2 separate regions of the Gasterosteus aculeatus genome follow, and region 1 is linked to region 2. A link is a contact called in public Hi-C data. All regions are on one chromosome and are shown on one strand. The core of a region is the stretch at or near the end of the contact, and the rest is flanking DNA. Distances in the headings are between cores, read along the strand shown.

Region 1 (6,714 bases), core at 142-2,641, 49 kb after region 2:
GCGTCGCGCTGCAGCAGCAGGGTGTGGTGTGTCCTGACGTGACCCAGGGTTTTAAGACTTGCATGCTCGGCCACAGCTATGGGTCTCAGTTAACACGGTGTGTTACAAAGAGGGTGGAACAAACCAGGGCATCAGCGCTCTCATTTGCACAGGACCATTCTGGAGAAGCGCGTATATTTGTTATAGAACATAATGTGATCTGCCCCCATCTCTCTCCTTTTCCCATCCGAACATGTGACCAAAATGCTATTACGCCCTAATAAAGACACCGGTCATGTGGTAACCATAGCGATGGCTAGTGTAGAGCCTAGGGGGGTAGCGTAAACAATATCGTTAGGGCCTATAAAATATGGAAAGGGGACCATTAGGGACTCTAACAGGTTGTTCTATAACTTCATGAGCGAGTGCATGTGAATGTGGAGTTGAGTGCTCCGAGCGAGACCTGTTCAGCACTATGCTGCTGCACGCAGCTGTAGATGTAGCTCAGTCCGGCTCTGGTCAGCACGTAGGATGCTTGCTCGTTGATCAGGGTGTCAAGGTGAGCCTCGATCTAAAAAAAAAAAAACGCAGGAGAGAGTGGCTTAATATCCAGTCAAAGTCCGCATTGTGGACCTGATGGTACTTGTGGTTAATAGGTGACCACTGTGCTATTGATAATAAAACTTCCACAGGAGCTCTTGTGCTACTCAATTACAAAAGACGTGCTAAAAATAGAGGCTAGGGGGCACGTTTGAGCATGAACAACAATGCATGACGCACACCCTTTTATTGGACAGAAAATGGAATCTTTGAAATAAAGCATGTGGGCTCTGTGGGGTTTTAATGAAAGGAAAGATGATTATTTTTGACGAACAAAACCTCTACGCACGGACAATGTGAGAAATGCAAGCGGAGTGTTCATGTTAGATGACATTACTTTCAGTTCTGTAAATTAACATTCTGTCTGTCATTATTAGTTTCATACTCTTGACTACTTGTAATTCTAACTAATGGTTTGATACTAAAACTAATTCAAATGTGTGTGATTAGTGTTTGTTAAGACCGACCTGGAATTCGAGCATCTCAAGCCTCTTGTCAGTGAACTCAAAGAGAGCCAAGGTTGTCTTCATGACATACAGGGAGTTGACCATGTAGGTAGCCATGTCAGCAGTGCCCAGGTTACTGGCAGACACAGTACATAACTGCAGGAGGGGATCCAAGATGCAGGAGAGCACCTGGGAAAGATAAAGAGAGACAGATCGCTAAGGGGCGAGAACAAACAGTCACACATTGGCGTTCGATGTGACAATGCAGGGAGACGCGTCCGACTTTCCCACTGTTTGACCGCAAGTTCACCTGAGCAAAGTCCGCCTGGCGGGCATCCAGAGGAACCACCGACGAGTCGTGGGAGGCCAGCACCTCCCTGAGGAGTGAGAGGGTCTGAGTGAGGGAGGCCGTAGGTCCCAAGTCTACAGGTGGTAGCTCCACCTGCCGGGGCGGACAAAGGAGGAACAAGATGGTGCAAAAAGGGCGACGCGGCAATGCTTGTTCTCGCAGAGATTAGTTGCGCGCGTGCCGTCGCCTTCACCGAAGACGAGCGGTCCTCGCGGCGCCATGAAATTGTCAGGCTTCCCTAATGAGCAGCACGACGGGCCGAGTGTAAAGCTGCTGCCTCCTGCTGCTACTCGAAGCCTCAGCTTGTTCAGACTCAGTAGAGTTTTTCTTTTAATGAAGAGAGTTTCGCTTTTTTCATTGGCTGCTGGATACACAACACACAGCTGAGGCCGGCCACCGTCCTCCACCTAATGGAGCAAATTATCAGAGGGCTGTGTTCCCGGCATTAGCTGGAATTGACACCAAAAACCTGAGGGCCTCCAATTTGATTAACGCAGAGCTGCAGGGATCATTCTAGTAACTGCTATTGATCAGGACACAGCCAGCAAGTTATATGGAAGCGCTCCCGCTCGTGCTGAGGTATATTTGGAAGGCAATTTAACTGCACGGTAACGAGTTGGGTGTTTTTTGGCAGCAAGTGCCATTTTGATGCCTTAGCCTGGCAGGCTGAAAGTGTTTACAAGCACAAGTGCTTCAGAAATAGCCTCGTTGTCGAGGGTTGTAACGCAGAGCTTAAATACACACTGAGGGTTCAAACTGAACTTCTGTATCATCACCCAAGTGTTTCCGTGGAGGAGCAGAAAAGTCTATTTTAAAACTCCCTTTTCAGATTGTTTACCTTTATCTGTCACTTTCTCAAATCTTTACATGGCAAAACCATTTTGTGAATTATTCAAATAGAAATCCTCCTACTCATGCTATACCTTGTCCATGAGTCTGCTTGCATGAAGACTCAGGCTGTTGAAGAACATCTTTTTGCTGAGAATGTGCATTTCTTCAATAGTGATGAGCAGAGAGGCCACACTGGTCCCGATGATCGAACTGGACAAAGATCATGGATAATTTACAGATGTATGTCTTTTGATAAAAGTAAAAAAACAACCAACAATGCTCATTGGCCTAAAATGACATCTTCAACCTGCTTGTTTGTGCGTCTGACTGTTAAACTAAACCATTAACAAGAACAGAAAACAGACAAATTTTCACAAGAAATGTTTCAGCGTATGTATCGCAGACTGAGTGAGTTAAAACACCTGATGGTGTGGTGGTAGAACTTGAGCAGGTTGGACAGCTTGTAAAGCAGGACAGCGCCAGGCTCAGCCACAATGACCTGCTCTATCCGAACCTGAGGGACGGATCCAGAACACACACAGTGAGCACATGAGCAGGATGTGAGCAGAAAACGTGGTGCTACTCGGTAGTTCTTCATCACAGCGCCTTAAACCGGTTTGGCTTCTCACTTTGAGTGGCCTGCAGACTCCCTCAGTGATGTGTGCAACCACCTCCTGCAGGTTCTCCTCCACACCTAATGGCACACACACACACACACACACACACACAAGTATCAGGGAATCTGGGAATAAATACATCAACTGTACATTCAGTACATTCAGATTGTGTTTAAGCAAGTGACAACAATGCTATTGTTCAACTCAATGTAACTCAACTGAACCCAAGATTACACTATTTATTCATCATAAACCCAACATTTACTTTGGAGCAATAATTGTGAAATAATGGTTCCCAGCCTCCCACAATCAATGCAAAACGAATGTAAGTAATAAAAGGGAAATTCAACACAGAAATATTATCATAATATTATTGCAAAAATTAAAATATAGGAATAGAATTAAATATAAAACACATTATTAATTACAAGTTGATATAATATATGAAAAAGAATAATATACATATAAACAAGAGTGATGGATTGTTCAGAATTGATTGTATGAGGGAAATGAGCAGAGGATTAGTCGGGCTGAACTAAATGTACCGGCATTAGTTCTGCTGACCGCTCTGACCTTACAGAACCATTGGTCCCCAATTAGCAAGCTACTTGTGAGTCTGTGTGACATTTGCTGACACCGAAATAAACTATTCAACAAAGCAAACATTTACCAAGAAGGGCAAGACCAAAAACTAAAGTGCAAAAATCGTTTATATAGAGCATGGGGGGGGGGGGGGGGGGGGTTGTAACTCAAGGCGTGGGAGGAACCTGCCGTGATGGAGAACTGCAGAATGTGGGATTAGCAGGCAGGAAGCATCGTACCTGGCAGAGTGACTTGTTTCAGCAGAGCTTCCAGGTGCTCTTTCTCGGAGGCGGTGGCTTGGTGCAGCCAGGCCAGCATGTCCCCAACATACCTGAAAAAGCCCCAAAACAGTCCGAATCAAACAACGTGTCACCGAGGGGCCGACCTGAGGGCTAACCATACCACGCCGGGACCACAGCTACACTGAGGCATTGGTCATTGCTTTTCACACACAAACACACACTTCTGGTGTTAGATAACGGTGGAAAGCGGCACGGTTAAACTTGAATTACTGGGTGTCTGTGTGTGTGTGTGTGTGTGCGTGTGTGTGTGCGTGCGTGTGTGTGTGAGGGTGTTTGCAGGGACATAGGGAGGTGAGAAAGAACTTAATGTTCTCAGAACTGTTGATGCTTCCTATAAAGTGGAGGTGATTTTGTGTTCCACACATGCCTGGTATTCTGAGAAAATCTCCCATTTGGCTCCCGGGCACGGGGGGGGGAAGGAGGAAGAGGATGTTGTACGACAGGAAACAAATGGACACTTATAACATCTTCTCAAATGGGATTTTGAAAGTTAACAATCTGAGGAGTTCAGAACAAACTGATTCATAAATGATTATAGCAATAATCACACTCTAGTATATATAGATATACTATATATACTGTGTTTTAAAGGAATAGTACTGCATTTCTGTATCTTTTTCACCTTGATTCCATTTGAATTTTTGAATTAATTAAATTGAGTTTTGGGGTGTGTAATATTTTATTAGTGCGAGATTTATTTTCAAGCAAAATCCCAACAACTGTATTCCTCAACTCTGGCTGTATCCACATTTAAAAAAAAAAAACTTTCATTTAATTTTAAAGAAATTTAATAGTTTGAAATAAATTGGATTATTCCACATCACATCTTTGGAGTCGGGTTACTGTAGATGTTCCTATTTTTACCCGGGAGATAAACTTTTTGATTTAACAACCATTCTTTAGTTGAGCGAAGCTACACTCGGCTCATTGTTTTCTATCCGATCCTAAAGCGTCCTCTGGATATTGTTAGCCGTAGCAAAGGGCGCCGTTCAGGTCACACACACACACACAAGATGTACCTCATGGGGTCATGTGAATGCATCTCTATGGGCCGCGGGGTTCCGCCTTGCCCGCCGCGGGTCAGCGCGTCGATGAAGCCTCGAACCACCGCGCACCTGCGCGCCGTCCCAAACTCGTCCAGAGTGTACCTGGCACAGACAAGACGAGAAGGAGGGCGACGTTAGGCGGCACGACATAATGGGGAAAAAACGGTGGCGTTTTTGGCGCAGGCGGTGTAGCGGAGGTCAGCCGCCGACGCGCATCGACCCATGCAGGCAGATTCTTCAAAAAGGAAATGCTTTTTGGGGTTGTTTTGATTGGCCGGCGGTGGCGGTCTCTGGGGCAGACTAAACAGAAGATAGTGCTGAATTAAGATTCCGGGAACGTCGGCCGCCGCTCTCATAGCCTCAACATGCCCAGCCTCAACATGACCTCGAAGCTTCACTGGGCCCCCGCTTGCTGTTTGTTCTTGGGACAAAGTCAAATCAGTCTGGAATAATTCTTTATTCTATACGAGCGCAAATTGCAGTCCTGCAAGGTGTATTAACGTTCATTACGAACTAATGCTTGCCTAAAATGCAGGCATCGGCATGTCAAAGCACTTGTAGATAATTCAGATCCATAGTGGTATGTCTCATAAGATTTTTAGAAAATAGAAATTCCTTCCAAGCCATTGAAAATACGCACAAAACTTGTGTGACACCAACTTCAGTATTACCGGCCAATTATTTAAAATGTCAAATTTTGCTATAATTTACCGCTAAGTATGAATAAGTGGTTGAAAGCGAAGGAAAGGAATGAGGCGGAAGATGAATGGAGACACGCTGGAAAAGTCAGAAATAAATGCGTCAAATAAATCACGGCTTCTCGAGGCCTAATCCTTAAGTTTATCTATGTTTAACTCACAAAAAATACTTGAAAGAGGAATTAAACCATAAATGAAAACTAAATAGACCAGGTGAATCAAAAACGTAGCTGCTGTAAACAAAACACTTTGTTTAAAATAAAAATGTATCCCTCATTTCTCAAATATACTTAATATATTCGAGCATTGTTTTATTAAAATACACAGGAACATGTTTTGATTAATTGATGCCAAACATACACTTAATTTACACAATCTGCTACTGGAGTGGCTCAAGAACATGTTTGGAGCACCTTTTACCATTTGCATTGAATAAATAAATAATATTGACCACTGCACAGGTCTACTTAGGCTCCTGGAAGACGATTAAACACTGATTAGCATGGAGAGGAAGACGAATAAATGTGTGTGTCTCCCTGTCACGGTTTACTTGTAAAGGACGGGTCGGTCCTGTAAGGCTTCCATGGCTTGAGTCAACACAGGGGAGACATCGCAGCTCTCTTGGGTCAGTCCTCTGCAGTCATCTACGTAGAGACAAGGAACAAGAAGGGCATCAATAAGAATAAAACACTATCCTCCATCTAACTAAATAGCTGTCTTTTTAGTAACTATTCCTGATGAGTCATCTTCATTGTTAATAAATATATTTGGCCATGGTAACCTTGTTGGCAAGAAGAAAATCAAACCACCGAGAACATTTTTCAATGAGACTTTTCCCGTGTTTTTTCAGTGCTTTTACTTTGAACAATGAACAGTTTCCAGACTGTGGAAAACATTTGCAGACACACTCCACTCTAGTCGGACCTCAAAATAAAAGTAAATGCCCTATTCAACGAATGTGCAGAAACATCTTAGTGGAAATATATTTGGCACAACTGACAAATGCATACACGAAGAAGAGAGCCTTGAGAAGATCGACTAACTGTGTCTCCATTTGGAGAAATGCTGAGAAAATGAGCACCTGTAGGGCAACGCATAATTTAGTAGATGCTCTATGAGGAGTTCTGCGGTGTCTGTGATCTAAATGGTTTATTTACTGTTCATTTTCATGTCAAAACTCATGTCCAAGCTGAGGTTTTTGGCATTCTTTAGACAGAACTCAGTGAGCGGCTATGAGTCACATGAGTCCACAAATTTCCCCTAT
Region 2 (7,043 bases), core at 4,237-6,736:
ATGATCTGTCTTCCGGTAATGAATTTACTCGTAAGATTACCTTACATCGAGGGAGAAACTAGGATTTATTCAATAGATGCCAGGAAATTATTCATTATTGAAGTATAGTATTAAACATTGCTGACTAGTCTCCAATGTTTTTTATGTAAGATGGTGCCTCTCCCCTTTAGTCGAGTTAAAGAAATTCAATTATTTTGTGCTGGATGTGGAAACACCACCAAAAAGAAAAACATCAAATGCAGCATTTCATCGTTTGCTGAAGCTGTCAAATTTCTGCAGTTAAGCAACGTAGAAATCGTCCATTAATGGTGCAGACACTGCAGTCCAAATGAACTGTACACATGCAAATCCAACAGTTCCTCACTACGTTGCATTAGATCTTTATTTAAGTGTACTCTCAATCAATTTGTTCCTGTTTTTTTTCAATGTGTTCTGAAATTCACAAGAGAAGCTCTTATGAGCAAATATAACGGAAGAATCTATTATGGGCGTCGTTATTTTCCATTTGAGAATGAAGAGCAATTTCTATTAAGAGCAACAATCAAGAATTATATCCTGAAAATTTCAAAGATAATTTCTCTAATTTCTCATTGTAGAGAATAATCTCAGGTCTCAAGGAGAATCATGAGTCAACAAAGGGAAAGTAACTGCCATATAATTCTTTTTTCAAGTGTCTATTTTGCAATGTATTCTTTGCAAAACATGACATGTATGTACAGAATGTGCATACATATTTTAAAGAACATAGAGCATCACCAGATTTACACAAATACTTTAAAGAAATTTTGCCTCATTGTGACATATTACCCCAGATCCATAAAATCTGGAAATCTGCTCAGACAAGGACTTGGTTGTAGTTAATTTGCATGTACTGTTGGGACATTAAGTAGATTATGTTTGACTTGGTGGGCCCGGCTGTGGGCGGAAATTATATTTCTCTCCATCAGGTACCCCGGGTGCATTGATTGCCTCTGTGTCCTGTGGACATGACCCTGTACTCATTTACTGAATGTTTGTTTGGCACTGGAATAATAGGGATTTGTTTACAGTTTGCATCCAATGTTTCCTGTGGACGTTTGCTCTCCTGTTGACCGTTTACAGGACTTCTGTTCTGTAAAGATTGTATTTCAGAAGTTATTCTCTGGATGGGGTTTAATGAAAGCATGTCTGCATAAGGTTGTCGTGCATTGTTCTCCGTTTTAATTTCCATGTGTATTTCTTATATATAATTATTTATTTGGCCTTCTCCGAAACCGCAACCGCAACCGCAACTGCAGCTTAACTGGTTAGAGTATTGTGATCAGTGATGAGACTTTGGGGAATATCTAGTGTATATGTCCCACTTTGTATTTAAGTATTAAATCACAATGAGGAAAATAATTGTACCAATGTGTGTTTTGTTGTGGATATTTCTTTAAGTGATCATTATTCTATTGAATACTATGCCAATCTTATACAGTGTACACGCAAGGCACAATAATATAATCATTGCCTCTTCATAAAATTCTGCATTATATCTATGGGCAAAGGAAAGATGATGGTAGAGTTCTTCTCTACTGCAATGCTGCTGAGGGTCTGCAGGTATCGCAGCTGAAGGGCAGAGGGTGACTCTGCAATAATCAGGGAGGCTTCTTTCAGAGCCCTGGAAGCGTTCATCTCTCCTTCTGCAGCAATGATCTGCAGCACAGACAGAGAACCGTTATTTCCAATAGTCCTCACTGCATTGAGAGGAAATAGTCCCAATGCCCTCTTTACCTTCGCTCTGGCTTCCCGACTAGCCTCTGCCTCTGCCGCCATGGCTCTCTGCAGCTGGTGAGGCAACTTCACGTCCTTGATCTCCACACGTTCCACCTTAATACCCCACCGATCTGTAGCCTCATCCAGAGACTCCTGGGAGAATATCAAATCCCAAATACTCCAGTCATATAAAACCCTCCTTGTTATGCTTCATTCAAATAACTACAAAATGCGCTCTTCAACTCCTGAGGTGTATGTTGCACTTTGGCCTTCATGAATTAAAGTTTAGGGGTTTTGGTGGTACATGACTTCTCTGGTTCAATCTTAGTGCGACCATTAACTTTTTAGCAACAGGCAGAATTAAGGACAGTAGATAAAAAAGGGTCAATTAAACATTCACACTTCTCTTATGCCCTGCAGCTGCTCATAAACTATATTGCCACCGTTTCTGCTCACCTGCATACTGAGTGATATACCCTCTCTGTCGGACAGCAGTTCTGCAAGGTTTTTGGTCCCCAGTGCATTCCTCAGGGTGGTTTGAGCCAGCAGCCGTGTAGATGAGTGTGCGTTGGACACATTGGCCACGGATGAGATGGGGCAGTTTATGCGAAAGTACACCACACCGTCCACCGACACCGTCACCGAATCTCTCGTTAGGATCTGCAAGTTATAAGAACAGCATTTTGCTGTGACTTTAATCACTTAAACCAAAGATGGCATTGAGAGAGTTCGTAGACAATATTTTTAAATTTTCAAAAACAAAAATTGTACCTCTTGTGGAGGGATGTCAAAGGACACTGTTCTCAGATCGACTTTCACAAAGGTATTAGTACAGGGCAGAACAAACATAAGTCCTGAAAATAAATTGAAAGTATTTCTAAATAATTAATTGTATGCCATACCATTGTTTAGTATTTAATCAATTTGTGACAGAAAAAGTCAGCATTAAAAACAAATTTAAAAGTCAAAGTCAAACATGATATTTGCATACCACATATGCAGAGAAATGGATTGTATAATAAAAAAATGTAAATAACATCATATTCCAACATGCCATAAAAAGGTATGGTACACTTTGAAAATGGAATGAAAATATAATATATGTAAATAATATTCACTTGAAAAATCATTGAATAGCATTCAAATGAAAAATCAAATGAAAGCATGCTTTTTATTGTCATTAGTAGTATGTTATTGTAACAACTGTAAACCCCATATGTGTAAATGGACTGAAAAATCCCTCGGAGAGCATGACAAGGTGCAGTTAGGATATCATTACCTGCCAAAACCGGTTTGGTACGCGAAGGATCTGTCAGCTAATCAGACAAATAAAGGCGGCAAGGATAATGCAAAACCACCAAAGACCAAAGCCAGAAACATGAAAAAACAGGAAAGTAGAGGATGATGGATGAAAAGACACAAAATAAATAACCTAAGGGGCTGGAAAAGACATGACAAGTACGACAAATAAAGCATCAAATGTAATGCCATAAGGAAATAACATTTTACAGTACTCCATCATAATACGTTCTTTTATAAAATAAAGTAACAGGACATACATTCATATATTATATGACATTCAAAAAGCTGTAAAGAGAAGTATCGTGCAGTATGTCACATTTAATGAATGAATCAATAAACAAACCTGGCCCTTTAGGTTTCCGGTCCGTGATCCGGCCAAGTCTAAAAATGACGGCCCGCTCGTACTCCTTCACTATCTGGATGTTAGAAACATGGACCAAAAGTAAATTAGCCTCAGAGTGAGTTAGACTAAACTCAAGGTCATAATGTGGGTTTATCCAAGCCCACTGTGTATAACAGCTTCACAGCATATCACATTCCCTTCTCTTGTTTGGCTGATAACCTGAAACCGATGTATGCAGAGCTCACATTGTGGAGACATGATTTTCCACACACACAAACATACCATCAGGGTAATCTTAACCAGTCTCCACATTTTGAGGGTAAAGACATTCACTTGTACAAAACAGAGGCATAGTCACAGAAGAGTTTTGCAGGATGGCAGAGAGGAGCAGACTAAACTATCTCAGTTCTGTATCTCACCTGCCATGGGCGGCCACTTTTATGAACCAAGGAACTCCATTTCTTTATCCCAAATATGCTATGCACCAAAAGCTCAGGCACTTTTTGTAACAGTTAAACTGTTGGAGCTTGCTAGTCATTTCTCTCCATGAGGGATTTCTAAAAGGATTATAAAAATAATATCCGTAGGTATCTGTATTGGCCTTTACAGACAATTACTGGCCTAACATCGATGGAATCAGTTGTGTACATTGATGAGAATATACTCTACCTTAACACACATAAATAATGTGATGGGGAAGGTCGCTGTTACAAAGAGGAAGGATATAAGGACCAACAGCCAACCGAAACATCCCAGTCTCCCTGCATTTTTATCTGCAGAGAATGAAATACACTTCACAAGCTTCAACTCGAAAACACAGAGGTTTGCAATTTGGCTAATTTGTCATGCCATGTCCTCACTTGTGACCATAACACGCTGTGGTCGCTTTGTTGACTCAATTTAACAGCGAAGGGATAAAATGGGACATTTCCTTTATCAAATATGACCCAAAGCATTCACACAATTGCGCAGTGTGAGGAAGTCGGTTCCATACTTCAAATCGGTCTCTAATGGTGTAATTAATCTAAAGTCATGTTCACTTCACATCCCCCTGAGTCACAACGTAAGCTACTGAATTATTGAAAACTGGAATTACTTGTCAACAATTAACAAGGATTCTTTATTTGTCTTAAACACCGCAGACAAACAACACCTATTGCACGTGACATGTTCACCCTAAATAACTCTCACAATCCTCTCGCTTTGTGTTCTCACAGGCAAAGTGCGAGACTCAAATTCTTTAAAAGATCATAAAAAGCATTTACCTTCGATGTTCTCCTCGCCGTTGATCTCAACTTTACTCTGTTTAACCATCTCAGCCGTGCTCGCCGTGTTCGAGTTCATTAGTGAACAAGTACTTTGTTTGGTGTGATGGAGCGAGTGAAGCAGTGCTGCAATGGTTTGTCCTTTCTCCCCGTAACTCCTTCCCCTCAGCGCCTGACACACATACACATGAACTCCCACTTGGTGTCCCAACAGGCAACATGATCCTCGGAGGCTGTGTGGACTCTGTATTTAATGCCTTAAAATTCAGCTCTGACCTCCATTGTAATCTTACATTCACTTCCAGGAAAGGTACTGACACCTGTTGCGTGCAAGTGATGAATAAACAATAACTGGCATCCAAATGGTGAAACATGAGAGCTGGTGCAGGCACAAAAAGTACCCGGGAGCCAAGTCCCTTTCTGTGACGAGAAGCTGCACGGCACGGGTGTGCTTTGGAGCCCTAACAACCGACATGGGAGCCGCCCGGTTGCCATCGCTATTCACTCAGGGTCCCTTTTATTGATTGTCACGTGATACGTGGTCACATGACAGCCAGGTCACATTACATGACAAGTTAAAGGTGAATCCGGGGGTATTTGTTTACAACACTTACACACAACGGGCTTATTTTGTACTTTTGTAAATTTTATTTTGATGGTTTTGGAGATGGTTATTACACCCCGGAAGATAATTCCTAGCAGTTTGCATTTTTAGGATGAACTGGATAAATGTACTTATCCTCAGTTTTGTTATAATGTGTTTATTACAGATTGCAGACGCTCCAATGGCATAATTTACAGTTGGAGTCTATTTTTTTTAAGAATATGTGTTGAGGTGAACACGGCCCTCTTGCGGTGACGCAGACAGAAACAAATTTACTTCAGCAAACCAAAAACAAAAACAAAACTGAAAAAAGATAGTTGGTGATGTTTTCAGTCCAAACATGCTCTGATAACTATCAGAAGTTGTAGGCTTTATCTAATTTGTGTTCTAGAGTTTGTAAAGTTTCCACGACTTTACCACAGGTTGAATATGGTGAGGTTAAATACATCTATATCATTGTTGTTGCATCGGAGGAGAGAAGCTGAACTGCTTGAATTTGCTCAGAGGACAGGTTGAGGCGTCTTTTGGTATTCCACTCTCAGACTTCTTGCTTTGATTTCAAAGACCTTTTTGAAATGGTAACTGATTTGGGTACCGGAAAAAACGAGACATCTTTTACCACAAGGAAGTATATGCACCGGTAATGTGTTACACTTTGAGTTTGAGGTGATGTTTAGATTAAGAATTAATTTCAAATCACAGCGGCCAGCAGAGAAGATTCATCTAATTTCTTCAAGTGCCAAGATGCTGCACCTCAGTAACCGGCTTTCTCTATCATGAGCTTGCGACGCATCTCACAGGCCCGGGAGAGGGCTCCGTTGGCAGGGGAGGTGCGGAGTCAGGCCCGAGCAGAGAGCGCTGAACCCTGTGGGACAAGTGAGCGCCAAGCACAGGTCGTTCCCCACAGATATGACGGGCCCCCGGCTTGGGGCAACAAGCAAAGGATCCGCTCTCTGCGTCACACTTAGACAGCCGCTGTTGCGTTCTGATCGTTTCAGAGTAAAAAAATACATCAGCTATAATGTTAAAATACTTAGGGACTCTATTTAAGTTTACAGGTCACAGGTTTGCATTAAAATTCTGACATGTCCCCTTGGGGTGAGTTGTGTTTGTTAAGGGATGCTTCATTTCTGACAGGTCAGCAGTTAACAGTTCAGTCATCGTATAATGCCAATGTTAATAGCGTTCATCTAAATTGTGATTTTCCCATATTAGACCTGTTCCATACACTCTGAGGCCATGTTGTTTAGTGCATCTCCTGATGGTGCAAATAGATGTTGCAGATTGTGGGACATGTGGTAATGACTAAGTACATTCAGCCATACGGAGCAACAATTTAATATTTCATTCGATCACTGAAAGTACTTTAAGTCAATGGATCAATGGAACAAAAAAGGGGATCAAAAAGAGCAAACGTGTCTTTCGCTGAATTTTTGTCAGGCTGACAAACTAAAAGCAGAAGAGATTTATATACCCGCAGCGTCTGATTGGTATACCTCATAATTGCCACGAGATGTCGATAGAGTCCACAGTGGGCGCAGTGCATCCAAACAGCTTCTAGTCCAACAAACCACCGAGGAGCATTACACCATCCGAAAGACTGAAACTGTTTGGTTGAATCCTTATTTTACGAAGGGGGTGTCACTCTTCTCTTGTGTATCTCTATCAAAGTATTTTTTATAACTTTTTAAAACACATTTCTGTGTTTCTAGTAGGCTGGACAGAGTTGGTATGAGTGTTTTCAGTATGCTGTGATAAGCAGCCTATCGTATATGTGCAATATCCCTCTTTG

The links. Hi-C and Micro-C count contacts between places; a contact is called where the count stands out from the background.
Region 1: a Hi-C map of liver shows a contact between it and region 2, with 9 times the contacts expected there. The contact joins the enhancer-like site here to the promoter of stoml3a in region 2. A contact is called at or near these places in 5 of 6 Hi-C or Micro-C datasets (blood and trunk muscle, liver, skeletal muscle and 1 more).

Annotation. Positions count from the first base shown.
Region 1 is chr1:15,225,155-15,231,868 of fGasAcu3.hap1.1, forward strand. cog6 (component of oligomeric golgi complex 6) reads right to left here. Exons shown (of 19, transcript XM_078102432.1): 8 at 6,001-6,094; 9 at 4,726-4,854; 10 at 3,644-3,735; 11 at 2,835-2,899; 12 at 2,628-2,719; 13 at 2,298-2,415; 14 at 1,336-1,467; 15 at 1,047-1,214; 16 at 443-550. Among protein-coding and RNA genes, the nearest start is that of cog6, 11 kb to the right of the region's middle. Within about 2 kb of position 1,392, at least 1 of the 9 cell types and tissues checked has open chromatin away from gene starts, as enhancers often do. A contact at or near this core is called in liver, where this site is marked.
Region 2 is chr1:15,172,435-15,179,477 of fGasAcu3.hap1.1, forward strand. stoml3a (stomatin (EPB72)-like 3a) reads right to left here and starts at 5,487. Exons shown (of 7, transcript XM_040184837.2): 1 at 4,648-5,487; 2 at 4,052-4,155; 3 at 3,383-3,455; 4 at 2,509-2,591; 5 at 2,194-2,397; 6 at 1,756-1,890; 7 at 369-1,677. The coding sequence starts at 4,726. The coding sequence ends at 1,486. mtus2b (microtubule associated tumor suppressor candidate 2b) reads left to right here. Exons shown (of 15, transcript XM_040184730.2): 15 at 1-1,380.